Linked DNA regions of Sus scrofa: all the other regions are linked to region 3. Evidence: chromatin contacts called from public Hi-C and HiChIP or PLAC-seq data. All regions are on one chromosome and are shown on one strand. The core of a region is the stretch at or near the end of the contact, and the rest is flanking DNA. Distances in the headings are between cores, read along the strand shown. Region 1 has its middle 140 kb from the start of CCDC68. Region 2 overlaps TCF4 (transcription factor 4). Region 3 overlaps TCF4 (transcription factor 4).

The links. Hi-C and Micro-C count contacts between places; a contact is called where the count stands out from the background. HiChIP or PLAC-seq counts read pairs in DNA pulled down with a chosen protein or histone mark.
Region 1: a contact with region 3 is called in an H3K27ac HiChIP or PLAC-seq map of skeletal muscle. The contact joins two enhancer-like sites. A contact is called at or near these places in 3 of 47 Hi-C or Micro-C datasets (embryonic fibroblasts, mesenteric adipose tissue and retroperitoneal adipose tissue) and 1 of 2 datasets of contacts at active chromatin or transcription factors (skeletal muscle).
Region 2: a Hi-C map of retroperitoneal adipose tissue shows a contact between it and region 3, with 1.7 times the contacts expected there. The contact joins two enhancer-like sites. A contact is called at or near these places in 3 of 47 Hi-C or Micro-C datasets (heart right ventricle, retroperitoneal adipose tissue and skeletal muscle) and 1 of 2 datasets of contacts at active chromatin or transcription factors (skeletal muscle).

Annotation. Positions count from the first base shown.
Region 1 is chr1:104,612,068-104,615,466 of Sscrofa11.1, forward strand. No RefSeq gene overlaps it. Among named protein-coding and RNA genes, the nearest start is that of CCDC68, 140 kb to the left of the region's middle. Within about 2 kb of position 1,279, at least 3 of the 83 cell types and tissues checked have an H3K27ac peak or open chromatin away from gene starts, as enhancers often do. A contact at or near this core is called in skeletal muscle, where this site is marked.
Region 2 is chr1:105,003,508-105,006,684 of Sscrofa11.1, forward strand. The region is part of intron 3 of TCF4 (transcription factor 4); the gene reads right to left. Among named protein-coding and RNA genes, the nearest start is that of TCF4, 75 kb to the right of the region's middle. Within about 2 kb of position 1,919, at least 28 of the 83 cell types and tissues checked have an H3K27ac peak or open chromatin away from gene starts, as enhancers often do. A contact at or near this core is called in retroperitoneal adipose tissue and skeletal muscle, where this site is marked.
Region 3 is chr1:104,831,294-104,834,657 of Sscrofa11.1, forward strand. All of the region lies in intron 8 of TCF4 (transcription factor 4), which reads right to left. Among named protein-coding and RNA genes, the nearest start is that of TCF4, 250 kb to the right of the region's middle. Within about 2 kb of position 1,773, at least 21 of the 83 cell types and tissues checked have an H3K27ac peak or open chromatin away from gene starts, as enhancers often do. A contact at or near this core is called in retroperitoneal adipose tissue and skeletal muscle, where this site is marked.

The sequences.
Region 1 (3,399 bases), core at 29-2,528, 220 kb before region 3:
CTGGGGGTACCATCCATCTGACAGAGCCCATCATTTCCCATCATGTGTCATGCCTACATGCAGCTCTTGTAGTCCCAGTTTTAGTGCCATCCTGAGGATATGGGAGAACACGAGTACAAAAAAGTCCCAAGGTGGAGTTTCCCGTACTCTGTCAGGGAATGGAGTGGAGTTTGAGGAAGGTTTCCTGGACTAGAGTTCAAAAATTAAAATGCAGACAGTCAGGGCGATAGCAGATGGGCACCCTCTGAACACCATGCAAGTTTTTCCAAAGAACTTCACATTGATTTTGGAGGATCCTGGAAGAACTTGGAACACGATGCTGCATCCACCTGGGAGAACACTTTCAGAGACTGAGAGCTTTCCACATTCCGAGGTCAGGTTTGTGAACTCTTTTCTCCAACCCCCAACACTCTAGCTACTGGGGACATGTGACTCTGCATGTTGTTACCTGAGCCATGTGCGCTTTCTCCCTGGTGGATATAGACTGGGATCGTCCATGGGAAATTCACTTGTAAAGAGAGATATCATTCGTGGTTTCTTTACCATTGATATTGACACTATCAATGAACTGCTTGTTAGTTCTAAGCATCTGGAATTGTTGGGGTGAGGGGAACCTCAGGTAATCCAAGGGATGCTGAAAGTTTCTACTCCCTCTTTGGCCAGCTGAAGAGTCCTTCTTTATGTACCACCAGAAGGTGAAGAGAGTTTATAGAAAGATAACTTGGTAAGACTGGACATCCAAGGAAGCTGCATAGGGCCAAAGCCAGAGCTGAAGCTCCAAATTACAACCCAGATATCCAGTGGAAGAAGCAGCTTGAGAGAGTCCAACAGAAAAGTCCCTCTTGGGGAAAAAAAAATGTAATTGTAATGTATACATGTAAGGATAACTTGATCCCCTTGCTGTACAGTGGGAAAATTTTAAAAAAAGGAGAGAAAAGAAAGAAAAGTCCCTCAGTGTTTGCATTTTTTAACAAGCTCCTCCTTGACTTCTCCCCCACCTCTACTTTTGTTTGTTGAACCTTTCATTTACTGACTTTAAATTAAAAATAAACTTTAAGAAATGTAAAACAATAGAGATTCAATGGCTAAGTGATCATGCAGCACTTGCCCTGAAGAATGAAACAATTAAAATCCAATCATTCCTGATTACGTTTTGTACTATGATGTTAGACTTCCCTTTGCTTTGACCCCTCACCTTCCGGCATCCTGTTCTGGGACAGAAATGACACCACAAAGGTTTCCTGTGCCTGTCCTCTCCACTTCTGACCCCTCACTACATCCTCTCTCCATCTATTTGGAGAGCAATGATTTGGTTCCTCTGGAATTCCTCCTGTATGCTTGATGACACTTGCTGCTAATTTGGGATGCTAGAAATGCCAGGCAAAGTCTGGACTGAGCTCTTGTCGGCTGTTAGTCTCCCAGTGACTTGCTTATTAGCAAAATGGGAAATGTGATATTTCCAGTGATTATTGATCCTAATTTGTCATGGGGTCCCTTCTCTCTGCAATCTGCCAATAGCCAAAACAAACTAAATTCTTAAGCCCATCAAGTCATTTCTGAATTCTCGCTGGTTTTGAAAAGACTTTCTTAAGGTGTCCAAAATCAGTGTCCTAGGAGGTCCATTGTGGCGCAGCGGCATTATCACTGCAGCAGCCCAGGTCATTACTGTGGTGCTGGTTCAATCCCTGGCTCAGGCATTTCCACATGCCTTGGTAGTGGCAGAAAGAGAGAAAGAAAGAAAAAAGAGAGAGAGAAAGAAAGAAAGAGGAAGGAAGGAAGGAAGGAAGGAAGGAAGGAAGGAAGGAAAGAAGGAAGGAGAAGGGGAAGGGAAGGGAAGGAAAGGGAAGGAAAGGGAGGGAAGAAGGGAGGAAGAAAAGAAATCGATGTCCTCTGGGGCAATTTGGGCAGAGAGTCCTCTGGACGAGGCCTGAGATCAAGGTTACCAAATCGTGGACTGAGGACGTACCCCCTGCTGTTTACTCTTCAGAGCCTTCCCTTCCTTCTCTGAGGATCCTGGGTCTGTAGATTTAAAATTTCAGACTATTGTATAACAGCAACAGCCATGCTCAGTTCTGTGGTCTGCCGAGCACTGAGATGCTGTTGCCGGTCAGAATATATTAAACAGAAGTCATGACCATAGTAGCATAGAATAACAGCTAGAAGGAGATGAGTCCCATTGCCTTCATAGCACTTTTCTCCCAGCAACTTGACAGCTGATGGGGTTGGGAGGCTGGGCCAGGTACAGAAATGAGTCTCGGGCTGCGCATGGAAGTGCTGCCTGCTGTCTGCACCTCTCCCTGGTCAGGAGGCCTTGGTCCCAGCTCTGTGCTGCCTGACTGTGTGCCCGCTGCCCTTGGACATTCAGAGCGGTCCCCCTCCTGCTCCAAACACACACTGGAATTGACTACCAGACTGGTCACATACTTTTTTGTCTTCTTTCTTAAAGTGAAGGCATTTTTTTTTTCCCAGCGACTGAGAAACCCTATTAACTCCGTTTCCGTGAACTCACATCTAAACAGGATCCTTGACTCCTCAGAAACCAGGAACTAACTAACTGGTCTTGTTTGAGTCTGTTTAGAGCCTAGAAATGATAGAAATGGTTATCCAAGTCCCTGGCACAGAGATTGCCCTCAGAATATAGTTGCATTTTTACCTTTTTAATAGAGAACTTTAGAAAATCTTCAGTTGTTATTATCAGTGAAACGATATTTTCTTTTTTTAAAATTTAACTTTATTAGACTATAGTTGACTTACAATATTGTCTTAGTTTCAGGTGTACAGCAAAGTGAATCATCCATATATATAAATATAGCCATTATTTTTTCCTATATAGGTGATGACAAACTGGAGTCGATTTTCCTGTGCTGTGCAGTAGGTTCTTGTTAATCACCTATTTTGTACAGCAGTGTGTATATGTTATTCCCACCCTCCCAATCCTTTCCTCCCCCTAAAGGTTTCAGAATATAGTTTTATGAAGGAAGGAAAGAAGCAAAAAGAGGAGAGGTAGGGAGAAATATTTTCTGACATTCTAAAACCCAGAGGCATTCTAGTGTTAAGCCCTCTTTGGGTCATTCCAAGTGATCTAAATCTAAGGGGAAAAAAAAAAAAAAACCCACCTACTTATCTACTCCGTGCTCTTGTGACAAAGATCTGGAGGGGCCAGGAAAGACAGAGTAAAAACAGCTACATTAATGGTACCTAACCGTCACTGAGAACTTTTTATAAGCCACTTTGTAAATCTTTTACATGCATGGGCTCACTGAATTCTCAAAACAGTCTTGGGGTGATGTAGGTCATACTGTTATCCTTCTTTTAAAGATGAGCAGACAGAATTTAGAGTTTAAGGGACAAGTAGGAAGTTTTGAGAGTACTAAATTAGGTTGCACATTCCCTTAGGAA
Region 2 (3,177 bases), core at 669-3,168, 170 kb after region 3:
ATGTCAACTTACTATTCCCATGTATTATGGATTTCCTAAAGCAATATTACACCTATGGCAGATTTTAAATCCTATTCATGCAGGACTAACACATCCAAAGCCTTGATATTATCTAAATTATTCTCTGCTCAAATTCAAGTTACCTAAAAGCAAGCAGTTGCAGCAACAAAAAACATACAGGTGTTACAGACACATGTATACATGTGTCCAAGCACACACACCCTATCACCACCACCATCGCCACCACAAATACTCAGCTCAAATGCTGGTTCTACTACCTATTTTTTTAGCCTTAATCCACTGTGTAGAAAACTACTCAGAAAATATTTGACACCCCCTGCCAATAGAGTATGTAAAAGAGGCCATCAGTCAGAATTTACCAAAGTAAGTTCTCCTAGAAAACTGGAGAGCTAAGGGAATGACCACCTCTAACAAATAGTTTACAGGCAACTCAGACCATCAGGGACAGAACCTCCAGTGGCCTAATGTGACATCCAGAAATGACTGCCCCCAAATCCTCAGCCCCTTTGCACTAGAACAATCGCGGCTTATCTCTCAATGAACATCATTTCTCAAAATCCTGCCTCAGAAGCACCTGGAGAACCTTCAACATCATCCAAACCTGCCTCCCATGGGAATTCCTTTAAACCAGACATTCCTGGGAGTCAGAGCCAAAAATAAAAGGAAAAGAGGGTGAAAAAAAAATCATGGGAAGTTAAAATGTTAGGACTCCCGCCAGGGAAATTCCTTTGGTGATCAGTCCCTATCTTCACCCTGAAACATACCTTTGAAGGGCTGAAATAACAGTTCTCTTTGGAATTTTTCAGACATTAAAATGACTGGGGAAAAAAAAATTATCGAAAGCAATCATCCTAAGGAATAAATAAAAGAAATGAAAGCAAAACCAGATTTTAACCAACATTAGCCTTCCACTTTCTCACACCATTTTTCCCTTTCATGTGTGTCTCCTTTAAATGTCTTCTAAACAAAAAGCCAAGTGTGGTGTCACTCAGTGAATAAGAGTGACAGTTACCACATCTTCTGACTCAGAATTAAGGGGACAAATTCATAACCTAAAACTCCAGAGATAGCCTTCCGCTTGCCCCTCAGACTGAGTCACAGCAGAAAACCAAAGATTTCCATTCCCGTACTTCTCTGTCTAGAGAGATTTATGACACTCAGCATTTTGATAAATACAAGAAAAAGAGCGAAAACAAGCAGAAATGTTTATAATATTTCCCATTTCAGTGTACAACTTGACAGAAATTTTTTAAATATTTCAAAGCATCATAAGAATTCATTACTCTAAACCAGGCATTTCCAACTGAAAGTCTTATGATCTCAGACATAAAGGTCCAGTGATTCAACTTATAAGCAGAGGACTCAGACATTGAGAGATCAAACATTTTAATCGAAAAGCAGGCTTTTGAAACCCAGGTTCTGTAAATATTTATCTCCTTTTTCCTCTTCCATAGGAAAAGGAAGTAATAAATTCCCCCAATATATCAGGTGATTAAGACTCTGAAACACAACGTGCAAACTCTGAAATACAACGTGAACTGAGATCTCCACGTAAAAGGTCCATCTTTTAAGGAGACGTCTCTGTTCCTCTTCTTTGCTTAGTGGAAACAGAACATGAGTTAATGATGACGGCAGATTTTCATTTATTTGTAAACATCAGTCAATAGATGGGGAAATGATATTGGCTCTGTGTTTATAAGCCACAGTAGAAAATTGAACAATAGCAGACCTTTACTGAAACAAAAATAAAATATGAGTCAACAAGATCCTTGCCAAACAGAGGTCTCAGGACAGCCTTGTTCAGTCTTCTGGGAATCCCACTCCAATAAGCACAATAAAAGCAGGACGTGCCTCATTTCCTTCAACCCCTCAACATGCCTCTCTTGGAGATGTTTGTAAATTTCCTTCCTCTACGCATCTAGCTGGCAAACTGTCGTCATTTCTTTGGGGTAATAATATCCTGTTGATGTCTGGGTAGATCTGTTTTGAGTGTTTCCTCTACACCGCACATATACTTTTAATATTCTTTTTCAACACAACGCCAGTAAATTATTTTTCAACGTATTTGAACATAGTTCAGCGAGGTATGATTTGATTAGATGGAACGAATGGCATGAGATTCTAATAAAATGCTGGTTTTACTTGTGGATTTACAACCTAGATTTAGATAATAAAGTAACTCCAACAGGAAAGAAAGAGGCATTTTCTGCTTTTTTTCTGAAATTGAAAATATTTACCTATGCTGCTTTATTAATATAAATATTTTCATTCAATCCCTATGCTGGAGTTTGGAAATTTCACACAGCAAAAGAGCAGCCTTACCACTAAAACACTCACTTGTGAAAATGGCAACTTTTATTTTACTTCATATAAAAATTGCACTAAGCACTTTAAAAAGAGAGTTTTAAAATGTATTCCAGAATGAAGGTTAAATACACTATAAATTCAGTCAAATACAATGAGTGATTTAAAACTTTGGCCTAAATAAAATATTTTTTAAAACAAAAATGTATTTATACCTGAGAGTCTATTTCTTAGACAAAGAAGTTTTACCTAAAGCTAAATAATTCCAGGCAGAATTACACTTCTCAATAAAGTTATATGATATAAAGGGAGAAAATTATACAGAATGACAGCTTTGAAAAATAATACTCAAAAAGTAAAATAAGACTAACTCTCAACTAATGTAATTTGCACTTAGGCAGACATTTTGGTTACAAAGACAGCAAAAGCTGATTTGTGAAAAACTAAAAATAATTGATTATCACTACAAAGCATTAGATTTGGAGCTAAATTAATTGACATGTAGCATTCACTGCAATTCCAGATAACACCTTATTTAACACATGAAATAATAAGAATCATGATCCTGAAAAATGTCCAATGTCATTAATAATCCAGAAAATACCTACTTTAAAACAAAAACAATCAGATACCAGATTTTTCAATACCAACTTAATAAGATAAAAATAATGCAAAGTGGCACAGCCTTCCTAGACAGCAATTTGACAAGATATGTAAAGAGCCTTTCACCTAATAATTCCCTAGGAAACTATCCTAATATCTTTGTAAATGAAGACAAGTATTTAAAGACAAGGCTGTTCCAAACAGTGGTCAACAGGAAACTGTTTAAATAAATTTTGGAAGAACCTATGA
Region 3 (3,364 bases), core at 523-3,022:
AACAGGTAAAAGGCAATGCGGTTATTTCTGAATCCTATCAAATAATCTGCTTTCTTTAGGGGGCAAGGAAAGAAAAGAAACTACCACTTGAAGACCAGCAGTGAAAGGGTTAACAGACATATGCTGTATAATTAGGAGATGCATTAATGATTATGAATAGTAAATGATTTGGTGCAAAGAAAAAAATTTTAGTCAAAGGGACATGTACCTATCTTACATGTTTATTAGTAACTGTATATAACTAGAGAATTCTGCTATTAAGAATCTTGCATTATTGGTGTAAATACTTCCAAGGGTACATCAAATTGTAATCTTTCATACGACATCCATCAAACCAGGCTGGAGATTTTGACAAACATTAAACACAGTAAGGAGGCAATTATGTATGCATGATTTAATCTGCAACTAATTAATATGCAAATTTATTCATATGTTAGTTACTAAATTAAAAATGCAAAGAAGCCCTTATGGTGATTCTCGAAATTTTGCACAAACAGAACATTTAAAATGTAAGAAAAATGAAGTTTTTTAGAAACCTATAACACACTTTTAGTGTCTCCAGAACCTGTTGCATGAAGAAGGCTCAAAAATGTGTGTTTAAATACTAGATAATAATTTAAAAGGTGTGCTAATTTTATGTGAGAATGTGGGAACAGAAAGGTTAATCAGAATTCTCTCGAACTCTTAAGAGATACACTCTAATTACCAGACAAATGGTATTCTATTTCTAAGCTTCCTTCCCTGCTTTTAGGGTTGTCAGAAGTTGGTCATCCTACTGATATCTTGTACAAATGGTTAGGGGGGATAAATAGGATATGAAAGCAACTAGATATATTGAAAATTTCAGGCTAACTTTGAGACCATTTGGTGCACACTAAATACACAATTCCCTGCTCAAGATGGCAACTCGCTCTTTTCGCCTTTGGGGAACAGCTAGCTCTCTGCAAACAGAGAAATGGGAGGAAAATCTTGAGGGAGGTTAGAAATTCTCCCCAACTCCCTTCCAATGAACCCTTCAAAAAAATAAAAAAATAAAAAATAACAATGCGACTAGCCCAAGAACCACAACCTCTCCCAAAAAGCAGCAGTTAATTTCATCTGACTTCAACCCAGCTCTGTTAGCACTGCATTTTCCAGATAATCCAAAACTGATCTGAATCTTTGATGGGAGATGAGGGGTGTGGAGTTGTACAATTTTAAAAGATTTTTGGATGTCTGCATACAAGGGAACATCCATTCAAGTGCCTATCTGATCCTTTGGCACCACTGCCTTCTGCGAGAATCTGATTTCCTGGTGACTTCCTAGTAATCAGCAGCGAGATTCTGTGTGGATCACCTCTCATCTGATTACCTTTTTCAGCCGAAGTCCGACGGGCCATGTATACAGCTCCCGGAGCTGGCACTAGGAACAGCTGTAGTGGCCTCAAGAAATCAACGCAAGTCAACTGTATAAGGAAGCACAATGACAGCATCTACGGCTCTTCCTAGGGCACTGAACTCTCACCCACGTTTAAAAAAAAAAAAAAAAAACTCGCCATCAGTCTCATCGCTGCCAAGTGACACACAAAAAGGAAGTTAACCATTGGCTGTTACTTTTATTCACAGTCTGACTCTGATCTCCCAGCTTCCCTTAGCCCCTTCTGATGCCAAGCGGGCTACAGCTTGCCCATTTCGTTTCGACCACGGCAGCCAAAAAAAGCACTGCCCTACCGTGCGGGGACAAGCAGTCTGTTTTGATATTAGTACCTCAGTATGCGACACAAGAGTGTCAGATGTCCCTGAACTCTGTGCCCTCCCCCGAGGGACTCTGTCCTGGCCTTCCTTGGCCAGAGAGGTGGCGAGACTGCCACAAATCCTCAGCTTTGAAAAGCACAGGGGAAGGAAACGCACCATCCACGGGGCTCAGCCAGAAATGGCAAGGAGAGCCTCTTCTGGGGGAGAGGATTCATGCCCTCCAATTCAATCCTTGTGTCTAACTGGAAATATGAACCTATATTCTATTCACTCCCTGCCAGGCAGCCTACAGGAGCCCAAAGTGAATTACATAAGAAAAGGACTCCTTTTCTTATGTAATTAAATCTTAGTAGATGCTATGAAGTCAACCTCAGATTCTCTTCTTTTTTCTTTCATCTAAGAGGACAATTTGGAGTGCAGAAGAATAGGTTATTTTCACTGATTCTCAGAGAGGGAGGAAGACAGCAAGAAAATGCTGCCTTGCTGCTCCCCCCACCCCCACCCCACGACATCCAACAAATCTGCTTTCTTCGCTAAAGGCACAGAATCTGACTCTAACCTGCTTTAACCCCTGAATGTGCCAGTAACGTTCTCCTCTCCAGCATTAACAGAGCCTACTCTTCATGATTCCAGTGAGGCAGCCTCAGGTGAGAAGCTCAATTCCCAGACATTTCAGGAATCTGAGAATAACCGAGGCATCTTTAATTTTTACAGGTGACTCAATTTTACTTGTGACCAGAACTGAACATAAAGCTTTGAAAAGCTTAAATATACACATTCATGCATTCATTACACAGTGTTAAATCTAATTTGTTCTTTTTACTGTCACAGGAAGCACATGTTTAAAGCAATCTGTTTCCTCATGTGAATGCTTTCCTGTCTGTTTAAAAAAAATTGCGACACACTTTACCCTGAGTAACCAAGAGGTGATCATAAATATCCCTAAATAGCATTAAACAGATAGGAGAGACATTAACACTTTCAGAATGCCAAAGTAGTATTAAAAAAAAAAATTCTAACAGATGCTCCTAGGTCAAAAAGTGAAATGTGTGTTTCCTGAAAAAACACTCTCATCAGAATCATAAATGAACTGTGAGGAGAGAAGTGAGGTGTTGCTGAACAAACCAGGATCCTTTTGGTGAGGAACTCAGCAATCCACTGCCAAAGAGCACTTGCCATAAAAAGCCAAACTGAAATGGAAGTTTGATGCAAACCAATGTCCTTTGTAATCCACAAGGTGGCAATGACTACAAATATCGGGTAGCTCTGAGGGGTCTCTTCTCTCCCACTTCCCAGAGAAGGGTCTGTCCCTGGGAAAGCATGTGTGTCTGCCTGGGGACACCAGGAAGAAGTCCAGCCAAAAGGGACCTTTCGAGAGGAATTTACCGTGGAGCAGGGCCTGGGTTTGCGGTGCCTTAAAACTGTCTGGGAAGAGATATCTGTTGTGAAATGTATTGGTCATGCTCTCTCTCTCTCTCCTCCTCCCACTTTGGCAGATTTTTCTTTTTCCTTTAAATGCACGAGTTCACAAATCAGCCCTTCTTTAAAAAAAAAAAAAAAAATTGGTTTAGGTTTCCCATAGCTGACCAGCAAGAATACTTTTTTTTTTGAAAGAAACACAGTACAAGGC